Regions from separate parts of the Gossypium hirsutum genome. Here region 2 is linked to region 1. A link is a contact called in public Hi-C data. All regions are on one chromosome and are shown on one strand. The core of a region is the stretch at or near the end of the contact, and the rest is flanking DNA. Distances in the headings are between cores, read along the strand shown.

Region 1 (6,206 bases), core at 2,774-5,273:
TATGTTGTTCTCTAACACACATATTCATGCATCGATTCTGACATTCCATATCAATGACAACTCTTTATCATCAACCAACTACATTTTAGTCTTAATGGATTATCGTTGTCCTATCCAACAATAATACTTGACTAAGGAACTTTTAAGAATAATCATATTATTCTTAGGACATTATTATAAAACAGTTTATTTATACACAAAGAAAAGAAACTGAAATAATAATGGTAACGCCTTATATTAATAAACATGATGAATCAAGTATGTTATTACAACCATCTCATGATTAATCTTTGCGCATACTATAACACAATGAAGACCTCTTCTCTAAGTGACAGTAGATACTTTGTGCTATTTATAGATGATTACACAAGGTTCTGCTGGGTGAATTTTCTGAAACAAAAATCAGAAATACCTGAAGTATTTAACAAGTTCAAAGCCTTAGCTGAGAATCAAGCAAGTTGCAAGCTAAAGGCCTTGAGATTGGACAATGGCACTTAGTATTTGTTAGAAAGGTTTCAGAAGCTATGTGAGCAGGCTAGAATTCAGCATCAGCTGACAACTATCTATACACTTCAGCAGAATGGTATTTGTGAAAGAAAGAATCGAACAGTACTTGACATAGCCAGATGCCTATTGTTTGAAAGCAAATTGCAAAGCAATTTTTGGGATGAGGCTGTGAACACTTTAGTGTACTTGCTTAATAGATTACCAATCAATGCAGTCAAAGATAAGACTCCTTTTGAAGCTTGGTTTGGATATAAGCCAACAATTTCTCACCTAAAGGTGTTTGGTTGTGTCTGTTATACACTTATTCTTGCTAAGAAGAGAACCAAACTGGAAATAAGGTCTGTGCTAGGGATCTTTGTTGTTATAGCAGTATAAAGAAGGATTATAGGATATTTGATCCCTCCACCAAAAGGATCATGGTTAGTAGGGATGTGAAATTTGATGAGGGAAATGTATGGAACTGAAATGGTACTGATGCAAGCTTGTGTGAACAAGGTCAATAAGACAATGATATGTAACTATTGAAAAAGAAGAACAGATTGATGATGGATTTGATGACATACATATTAGAGGAACAAGAACCATCACTGGCATCTATCAAATATGTGATGTGGCAATGTTGGAGCCTACAAACTTTGATGAGGCTGCTAAAGAATAATATTGGAAAAAGAGCAATGGAAGCTGAAATGGATATGATAAATAAGAAAAACACATGGGAATTGGTTGACAGGCCAGTCCAGAAGAGAATTATTGGTGTGAAGTGGGTGTTCAGGGTTACGTACAATGCTGATGGATCTTTAAACAAGCACAAGGCAAGACTTGTAGTAAAAGGATATAGCCAACAGTATGGCATTGACTTCTCAGAGACTTTTGCTCCAGTTGCAAGGTTAGATACTATAAGGCTTTTGTTTGCCTTAGCTACTCAAAAGTAATGGATAAGGTACCAATTGGATGTTAAGTCTTCTTTTATAAATGGTTTCCTTAAGGAAGAAATCTTCATTGAACAACTAGATGGGTTCAAGGTTACAGGCTTAAGAAAGCCTTATATGGTTTGAAGTAGGCACCAAATTCTGGTATGACAGAATCGATACATATCTGTTTAGGCTTGGGTTCGAGAAGAGTATCGGTGTGCCTACTCTCTATGTAAAGAAATCAGAGAATGAAAACTGATTGTGTCACTATATGTAGATGATCTGTTGGTAACTGAAAGCAAAAAGAAGTTGATTGAAGAGTTCAAAAGGCAGATGCAAGATGTTTTCGAAATGACTGACTTAGTGGAGATTACTTACTTCCTTGGCATGGAAGTAAATCAGTATGATCATGCTATCTTCATAAGTCAGTAAGCCTTTTCTTTGAAGATTTTAAACAAATTTTGCATGATAAACTGCAAAATTGTTAGCACGTCAGTGGCTCAAGGTGAAAAGCTAACTAGCAATGACAACTATGAAAAGGTTGATGAGAGAAGGTATAGAAGTATTGTAGGTTGTCTACTCTATTTGATAGCTACAAGGCCTAATATCATGTTTGTTGTTAGCCTTCTGTCTAGATTCACGCATTGCTGTAATGTTGTTCACTTTAAGGCAGCCAAAAGAGTCCTTAGATATGTGAAAGGAACTTTGGATTATGAGGTAAAATTTATGAAGACTGAAGAACTCAAGTTGATAGAGTATTCTGATGGTGACTGGGTAGGGTCCATTGATGATATGAAGAGCACATCTGGCTACTTTTTCACTCTAGGTTCAGGGGTCTTTTGTTGGAGTTCAAAAAACAACAAACTGTGGCTCAACCAACAGCAGAAGTAGAGTACATTGCAGCAGCAGCTGCTACTGTTGTCAATCAAGACATTTGGCTAAGAAAGCTTTTATGTTATCTAAATAAGAGCCAAGAAGAAGCTATTGAAATTAAAGTTGACAATCAGTCAGTTGTTGCCATAGCAAAAAAACCCAGTGTTTCATGGAAAAACAAAGCACTTTAAGATTAAATACCATTTTGTTAGAGAAGCTGAACAATCAAAGGAAGTTAATTTGATTCATTGCAGCTTTGAAAATCAATTTGCTGATATATTAACTAAGCCTCTTAGTACTTCAAAGTTTGACAAGTTAAGAAGGAATATTGGTGTTTGTTGCATACAGTCCAATGAGGAGTATTGAACTTTGGCCTACAATGCAACAACAGAGAAGTTTTGAAGCTCAACCAGTGCAGTAGCTATGTTTTGTTTAATATGTAACTAGCTTAGTTTTTTTTTTGTAATTTGAATCATTAAGATTAGTTTGCTGATTTAAATGATATTCAAGTGATGTTTTGGCTGATAAGTCAGCTTTACTTTGTGTGCAAGATAAGCTATGTATTTTGTCAATGTAATTAGTGGGAGTAGTTATACATTACGTAATTGCTTTGTAACTCATATATTTGACTTAATAAAATCAATAATGCAATTCAGTTTTTTTGTTTTTTGATAATTTTGGCATCTGTTTCTCTTTGCTTCATTTCTCCTTTGTTTTAGTCCAAAATCCCAACATTTCTCTAGACAAGTTGTGACCAAAGTAGGTGAGTTCTTTGATTCGGCAAGGAACTTGAGACAACGGCTTTTACCCCCAAATGATTGGAGTCAAATGGGACAGGGAAGGGTGAATGGGCGAGAGGGTCCTATACACACTTACCATCGATTACCAGTGTAGAAGCCAAATTGTGGACTCTTCGAGATGGCCTAACACTAGCTTCTCAAGAAAACATTAATCGGCTGGAAATTAAAGTAGACGCTGAAATTGTGGTAAATGTTATCAACACTAACAATAAGATGCTTGCTGTGTTGGTTTATGATTACAGATCACTAATGCTTAATTTCGAGCAAGCCTCACTCAAGCATATCTATCACAAAGGAAATCAATGCACATACAGGGAGCAGTTTTCAAACCTTGGTGATTTTACTTCAATGAACTTTTGTGCATTTGAAGGACCAAATTTTAAGTTAATTTTAATGTAAATGTTTATTTCTAGACCAATATATATATATATTTAGCCTTCATTTATAATCTAATACATTTTGTGTAATATTTATATGGGGTATAGAATTAATTCATTATTGAAATATATTTCAAATATATAATATTTTAATGTTTGATTTTGAAATGATTATATTTTAATGTTTAGAATATAGTTTATATATTTAAATTAATTTTCATAAATAATTAATTTTAATTGCTCTATAATTTATATATCAAAATATTAATAATGAATTTTTTTATTGGAATATCATAATTCTGATATTTAAATTCAAGTTTTTTCTTTACAATTTATGGAAAATGCTAAAAGCACAAACTTTTAAAAAATAATTAGCAATTTTTGTATATTAGTTTGGTGAATGAAAATAAATAAGTCCAAAAAACGTGGTTGAACTTAAGAATTGGGCCTTTACTCCAAAATCCAGAAGCCCGGGATTGAAAGAGAAATCAGGGACACGTGGCGGATAAGCCGTTCCTTATCCAATTCTTAAACCCTCTTGAAAACCTCTCGGAATTTAGGCGTTAACTTACTTGTACAGTAAAAAATGGCTTCCATTACCATATCCGCCAGCTTCTTTTCTCGTCCTCAACCTCAAGCTCAAGCTCGACCCCGAACTCAAAAACCCTCTCCTAAAAGAAACCCTAACCCCAAATTCAAACCCAAAAAACTTAATAATAAATTCAAGTCTCTTTCTTTGTCTTCACCTCCGCCTTCTTCTTCTTCTTCTTTGGGTGCCCAAGCCACCACTTACACTCGCCTTCCTCCCAAGGAAGATTTCAATTTCGAGTTCGAAGTTCCCTCTTTGGACGAATCTGATGAAATCAAGCTTTCTGATTCCGATGTCGCGAAATTCGCCTTCCACAATGATTCCTCTGAAGCCGAAGCTGAAATGTTAGACACCGATGACGATGATAATGAACAACAAGAAGAAGAAAATGAAAGTTTGGTTTTTCAGGACGAAACCTTCGATGGAAAAATCGTAGATTTTTACAATGGTGATGGAAGTTCGGATTTTGAGGAAGAAGGGGAAGAGGAGGTTTATTATTACGATTCCGATGGCAAGCTCGTAAATTTACCAGAAGACGAGTTTGATGATTTGGGACTGGAAGTGAAGGAGAAAGGGGTACCGGCTGTTATGCGATGCTTCGACCGAGCCAAAATTTACGTGAAAGCAGGGGATGGCGGGAATGGAGTGGTTGCATTTCGGCGCGAAAAGTACGTGCCGTTAGGGGACCGTCGGGAGGCGACGGAGGGAGAGGAGGGAACGTGTATTTGGAAGTTGACGGAGCGATGAATTCGCTGTTACCGTTTCGGAATTGTGTGCATTACAGGGCGGGGAGAGGGGCGCACGGGCAAGGGAGGATGATGTGTGGGAGGAAAGGGGAGGATGTGGTGGTGAAAGTGGCGCCGGGTACGGTGGTTAGAGAGGCCGGGAACGATGAAGTGTTGCTGGAGCTGTTGTATCCGGGGCAAAGAGCGTTGTTGTTGCCTGGTGGAAGAGGTGGCAGAGGGAATGCGTCGTTTAAGTCCGGCAACAATAAGGTGCCTAAGATTGCTGAGAATGGAGAAGAGGGTCCTGAAATGTGAGTTTCCCTTTTCTCTTTCGCTCCTAAGTTATTCGGATTTGGTCCCAGAAAATTTCAAATTAGGATATATATATATTTATCTTGTCTGCCGAATTTGAATATCCTAAGAATTGACTTGAGCCACCTGCAAGTTAATAGAGTTTTTTTGTAACAGTATAGATTTCTATTCATAGTCGAACAATCGAGCATGAGAATTGAACTCTTTTGTAAGGTAAACAAGTTTAATCAAGCAATTTCTTTATCTCAAATCGAGCTCAAACTTTAAAAGCAATTCAAGCTAAGCTTTGAGTTCCTAGTCAAGCTCCCCTACTAAGTACCACTATGCTTTTGAATGATCAATGCATCTTATAGTTTTGGTTTCATTGCACTGCTTGTATTTTGATTGTTTTATACTGTTTAATATGTCCTTGCCATTCAAACAATTGGAAGGATCAAAGAAGCCAATTTCGCAACCAAAAAAAGGGAAATTTAAGTCTGTTTCATTTTGATTTTGTCATGGTTGTCTCCACAATCACTAAGGTGCATGCTTTCAGAAGCTATGTTTATGGATAATAAACTGTGTACTAGAAGTTTGCTCTGACTTCTTATTTTTGTTAAAAGTACCCTCCCAAACATGGAAATGGAGATATGGTCTCCAAAGATTGTCTAAATTCATGGAAGAACTTTGAAAAAAGGTTACCTTACCTTTGTCAGGTACGACAATCACACCTAAGTACGAGTAACATAGCTGCTAGCTGTATTACTTAAACTTTTCATTTTTCTTGAAGTACCCTGTCCAATACTAGTGTCCAACACATGGTTATGGGGATATGATTTTCTAGAATCTTCCAAATCATAGAAAGATCTAATGATACCTATGTCAGATATTCATACTTGGCTTCGAGTAACATAGACTAGCGGTTCAACTTTTTGAAGTCATACAGTAGTTTGACAATGCTTTCTTATGAAACTAAGAGCAATTACTAGCTTATGATGGCTTTTTGTTTATTTTTGTCTGGTATTCTCAAGCAGGTGGTTGGAATTGGAGCTGAAATTAGTTGCAGATGTTGGTATAGTGGGTGCTCCTAATGCTGGAAAAAGCACTCTCCTAAGTGTGATAAGTGCTGCTCA
Region 2 (6,206 bases), core at 1,254-3,753, 140 kb after region 1:
AATATGAGCAGACTTAAAATGTGCTTAGATTAGATATTTACATATATGGGCAAAATTGCACAAAATTTTAAATTCATATTTTGAATTAAGTCGGACTTAGGCAAGTATAAAGTATATCAATGTCATGCTTAGGCTCGACTCAAACTTGACCTAACCTATGAACACCCCTATCCTCAATTCTACCGAGAGACTTACAGGTTCATAGGTTGAGGGGTACTTCAACAAGTCAGTATTGTTCTATGGTCAAAGTTTTGTCTCCAAAATTTGTTGAAAGCCCGAGCAAGTTCACAAAATAGAACCACATTGTATCAACAGGAGGATTCATGACAAACGGAAGAGTTTGCGCATAATCTTACTTGACTCCGTGACTTATGACATGTGGGCCATTGATGTGAAAGCATATTAGTGCTTGAGTTAGTTTGACTCTTAACAAATATTTAGGGCAAGTTCTTCGTTGTTTTTGAAAAGTGTTTTTAAAAAGATTCAAGTTTAGTTTAAAATTTGAGTGTTTAGCATTATTTATCAAAAAGTGCTTTTGAGAAATAAAATGTCCATTTTAGACATGTTATTATCAAGTAACAAATATGTATTTAAATAATATTTAAATTAGTTAATATTATTATATTTTAGTAATAATATAAAAAAATTATTATAACTTGTTGTTAATATTTTAATATATAAAATATAAATTGTAAATATTTTTAAGCAATAAATATTAATTATTTATAAAATTTAATTAGAATATATAAACTATATTTTAAATATTTAAATATTTGTAATTAGTATTTTAAAAAATATTTTTTTATTTTTAATTAATGATTTTAACACAATTGTAATTAAATACCAAGAAAAAAAAAGAAAAATACTATGTTATTGGAGGGGTGAAAAAGTAATTAAGCACTAAAAGTGCTTTTGGGAGAGGAAAAGTTAAAATTTTTACTTTCTCCTTTTCAGAAGTGCTTTTCAAAGTGCTTTTCAAAGTGCTTTTCAAAAGCACTTCTGAAAAGCTAAAAATTTCAGCTAAAAGCAACTTGTTCTTCACAGCTTTTCTTTCAAAAGTGCTTTTGGAGTCAGAAGTGTTTTTTTTAAGCAATGAAGAATTGGCCCTTAATCATATATTAAAATATATATTTTTATTAATTATTAACTAATTATTTTATAATTAACATAAAATTTTATATTTATATTTAACTAGAGAATTGATCAATTCAGTCTGTTTGATTCATTGAAAATTACTTTCAAAAAATGATTTCTAAAAAATTGTTTGATTTTCTATGGTATTTTTCTGATATTTAAATGGTTTTATGCAAAATATTTTCCATTGCTTGATAAATTTTTCTAAACTCATTTTTTATAAGTTGTTTTAAGTAAAACAAATGCAACAAAAATATTTTCATAACTAAAAAACTAATTTTTTTCATAATTAATCTAGAATACCAAATTTAATTGTTAATTAAAAACAAAATTTCTAAATACTTTCTTTCATAATTTTAATCTATAAATTTAATTAATAATAGATTCATGGCTTGAGTTGAAAACTTGTTAGACTATAACATTGTCGTAAACAACAAAAATTCGTAATGTCTCTTTATATATATATATATTCGAAAAGAAGGTAAAATCTAGGCACCTAATCACATTGGTGTATAATGAAAAAATCTATCAAACTCAAGTCCATAATTTTGAGATGATTAGTTGAAAATGATCTAAGACTATCAAGTTTCAAATTCAATTACTTGATACTTCAATCCTTTACATTATACTTATGAAGAAAAAGTATTACAAAAGTGAAGGTCACATTGATAATGTTGAAGAAGAAGATGATGGGTTGATTTAATTGGTGAGCAACACACTTAGTTTTTCTAATTTATCTTCACAAATCTACAAGTAATTTTGGATGAATGATTTCACTAACACAAAATCAAAGAAATCAACACAAAACTCAGAAAACTAGTAGAAGTGAAGCAAAGTATGTTCATCTGTTGTTACAGTCAATATTACCAAAGGTCTAAAACAGAGGTGAAGTTAGTGTAGTGAGCAACCCATTTCAGGCTTTAATTAGAAGGCATGATTTTTTTAGGGCAATTTCTAACCAACTCAATTACCATAAAATTTGCAGAGAAGTAGTAAAGGAAATGAAGCAGAAGAAGCTAAGTAAATATCCAGATAAAGAAGAGAAGAAAATCAAACTAAATTCTAGCTCTAGGATTCAGTTCCATCATCCACAAAACATCAAAATCCATGATTTCAGCTCAAATTCTAAATGAAGTGAAAAGAATTACCTGAACAATAAAGGATCAAGGAGGAGATTTAGAGAGTGAAGATGAGAGTGGCTGCCAGTGAGAGATCCGGTTCGATGAAAGGACAATGAGGGAGTTGCACACAGATATAACAGATCTTCAGAAAAAGCAAAGTTGTTGAGATCGCCTGTGAGCAAAAGCAGTGATGGCAATTGGCAACCGGGTGGGCCCCACGGTTTTTGCTCGCCCCAACTCGACTCGATAATTTACCGTCATGTCTTGATTTAACTCAACCCTAACTTTAAAAATTTATATTTTAAAATTGCTTCGAACTCAAAATCGAATATTAATAATATATCCGATTCCAACCAGTCCCAAATTCAAACATTTTTTTATATTTAGTATTGCCCAAGAATACTTTTTGTGGTGACTTAACTATTTTTCCTTGATCAAAATCAGAAAATTTGGAAAATCTTTTCCAGAAATTAGTTTATATGAATCAAACAGACCCTAATTAGTAATTTCTTATCCTGGAAAGAAAAGTAGAGGGAAAGGAAACTCAGCCTTTTCGAGGGATGTTTTTAGTCAAAATATTGGTGGCTTTGATAAAAAGTAATTTGTAAAACTAAAGACAGAAAAGAGAAAAAAAAATCAGTGTTGAGTGGTACAATCGCCCATACAGGCGCGTGGGCTTAATTTTCTAAGCTGTTAAGAATCGGAAGCTAATAAAACGGCCAGGGAAAGTCATTTCAATTGAAAAACTTGTTGCTTCTAAACTATAATGTAACCTCACAAAACCAACGGCCGAAATTTCTTTCTTCTCAAATATTGACGGCTATGATCGCTTTCATGTCATCGTCCGAATAGAACCGAACCGGGAGATGATGAGTGAATGAGTAGTAGGTAAGAATTCAAGCAACATTAAATAAGAGCTCTAATTATGCTTTTAGTCCCTATACTCTTTATATATTTGAAATTTAACTCCTCTACTTTTAATTCTAAGAACTTAGTCCTTTTACACTTTTGATTTAATAATTGAAGTTCAATGATAAACCCATCAAAAGACTACCATTAAATTGAATTATCTAGTAGCTTGACATCAAAAAATATTCATATGGCTAAATATTACATGCTTAGAATGTCAAATAAACAAAAAAATATTAAATTTAAGGTTGTAAGGTTTTTAGTTCTGAATGTGAATTTGAAAAGTTGTTCAAATTTGTTTCAAATAAGTAGAGTGAAAGTTTGATTTTTTTACATGATTTCCATGAGACTTTAAATAGGCGACATGGAGAATTGTTTTTTGGTTTTAATGCCATACAATCTAATTTAATAAACATTCTTTGATGATGTTATCTAATGGGATTCAATTGTTAAACTAAAAAAATTAGAGGACCTAAATTATTAGTATTTAAAATAGAATGACTATATTTTTACATATTCGAATAGTATAAAGACATTTAGAGCATAACTATACCTAAATGGGATCTAAAATAAACAAAATACAAGTATATAAGTATAATTTAACTATATCATATATCATCAACCTATGATTCACATTCTACATTGGCTAAAAACTTCATAACATTACGGTTGAGTCTTTAAAGTATTACTATCGTATCAATCATGTCATTTCATTAGTCTAGCCATTAATTTGATCACTAAAATACTAGGTTTATATCTTACGTGAAGCATACTTAAAATATGTGAATCAAATTGTAAACATATATATACCTATTGTCTACCGACAACTTAGATTTGATGTGTTTTAGAAAAAAGAAACTAGTCCTCCTAAATTTTAATGACAGAACCTATTTTTTTAATATGTCAAATTTAAATTATCTATACAGTAAGAACACACATATTTATATCTATACGTATCTATATGTTTTAAATATACTCTATATCAAAATCATACTGATATTTAATGTTTAAATTCACAACTAAATTAATGAAAAGATCTATTAAATATAAACATTAATACTTTAAAAAGTAAATTAAAATATTCTGAAATTTATGAACGAATTTAAAATTTGTACTATAATTTGAAAACTCTAATGCAACTAACTCTATAAGTATTTTAAAATTTATAGCTTGTAAATTAGTAATATATTAAAATTTATACCAATACGAGAACATTCTAATTAAGTATTAAATATGAGATAATAGTGAATTAATGCATATTACTTGGAAGTACCGGAAAGAATGACCGGATGGAGACAGAGGAATAGAGAGAATAACGGGGGAAGAAAGTGACTGGAGGAAGCGGTAGCAGGTGAAAAGTAAAAAGAATAGTTTGACTTGGACAAGTTTTAGCCACATGTAGACACTTTACAAGATTTGGTACGGTTGCTCGCTAACGGTTTCTTATCAACTAAATGTCGGCGAGGTTTTTTTTTTTTTCCATCCGCCAGCTTAAATGAATTTATAAAAATATAAAAATCAAATGGGAATTTGAATTGAGATGCTAAAATTGAGTAAGAAAGGTTTTGGGGTTAATTTAATTAAATATGTTGAATTTTTTTTTGAGAAAGTAGGTTGAATTCAAATATATTTATCGATTTATGCTGTTTTTGAAGAGAGAAAGGAAAATATGTTTTACAAGGCACGTTTTCGGGAGAGAGAATAAAAATACATCCTACAGGACATGTTTTCATTGCCATATCAGTCAAAACGAACCCTGTAGGACGCGTTTTCCTTTCAACGATAACTATTACAACAGTAACTTTTCCAACAACTACAAGGGCTCCAATAGCCATAAAATTTACTATATAAACCCTTCCAAACTTTATTCTTTTCAACTAAATACTTAATACTCATTTTTTCTTCCTAAATTCTCAACTCCCAATCTTCAATCCTCAATTTCCAATTTCCAATTTTCAATCCTCAATTATTTTTTTAATTCTTTTTTTTAATTTTATTCTCTTCGATTTTATCTTATTTGTTACAATTATTAAATGGCAAATCAACTTATTCGTTTGGATGATAAACATATTTCAGATGTTCAATTACAAATGGTAAGAAAATTTATTAAATTATTAAATATTTAATTATTATATTTTTTAGGTTATTAATTTTTTATATTTATATACTCAGCCCAAAGATCGGATTTTGGAGACATATAAACAATTTAAGCGAATGTGCATCGGATGCCATTCATGGACACTTGCAAGATGCAAGATTTTTATACGTGGCTCATATGTTCGAGGGGACTAAATTGGATCCCCCACTTATCAATTCTTTGGTCGAAAGATGAAAACCAGAGACACACATTCCATCTTTCCTGCAACGACTGTACAATTACACTCGAGGACGTTAGTTTACAACTCGGTCTACCGGTCGATGGGGACATCGTTACGGTGCCAGTTATTAGTGCTGATTGGAGTGCAACATGTGAGCAACAACTAGGGGAGGTGTCGAACAAGTTTAGGGGTAGCTGGATCGAGATGAGATGGTTGGAGGACAACTTTCAAACTATCGAGGTTTCTACGAGTGATGTTGAAAAGGAAAAATTCGCGCACGCATTCATCTTGAAGTTGATCGGGGGTTTACAAATGTCAAATAAATCTCGCAATCTGGTACATTAATATGGCTACTACTACTAGCCGACTTGAAAGAATCGGGATAACTTGGGGAATAAGGTGCTTACTTTGACTTAGCTTATGAAAGAATTACAATCCTATGAGTTGATGTGGGATGGTGGTAAGCCGGTTTAGGAGAAACTTGAGGTGAACTTAGATATGGGCCCTTCGTCCTCTAAAGGGAAGCAGAAAGCTAAGGGAAAGAAGAAACCGACTAAGTCTTTGATTCCACCTCATATGGATAAGAAGAAGATTAACTAGTCAAAAGATCCTAAAAATATCAAATGTTTCTTTTACAATAGGAAATGTCACTTCAGATAAAATTGCAAGAAGTGTAAGGATTACCTAACCGAAAAGGGAAAATGTATGTAACTCTTTGTGGTTG

Evidence for each region. A called contact is a pair of places that touch in the nucleus more often than the background predicts.
Region 2: a Hi-C map of leaf shows a contact between it and region 1, with 2.5 times the contacts expected there. The contact joins the promoter of LOC107916054 here to the promoter of LOC107916047 in region 1. A contact is called at or near these places in 15 of 34 Hi-C or Micro-C datasets (anther, callus, cotyledon and 3 more).

The regions. Positions count from the first base shown.
Region 1 is chrD10:49,053,052-49,059,257 of Gossypium_hirsutum_v2.1, forward strand. It overlaps LOC107916047 (GTP-binding protein OBGC, chloroplastic), which reads left to right and starts at 4,024. Exons shown (of 7, transcript XM_016845215.2): 1 at 4,024-4,736; 2 at 4,739-5,093; 3 at 6,108-6,206. The coding sequence starts at 4,055.
Region 2 is chrD10:49,198,778-49,204,983 of Gossypium_hirsutum_v2.1, forward strand. It overlaps LOC107916054 (zinc finger CCCH domain-containing protein 34), which reads right to left and starts at 2,504. Exons shown (of 8, transcript XM_016845221.2): 1 at 2,283-2,504.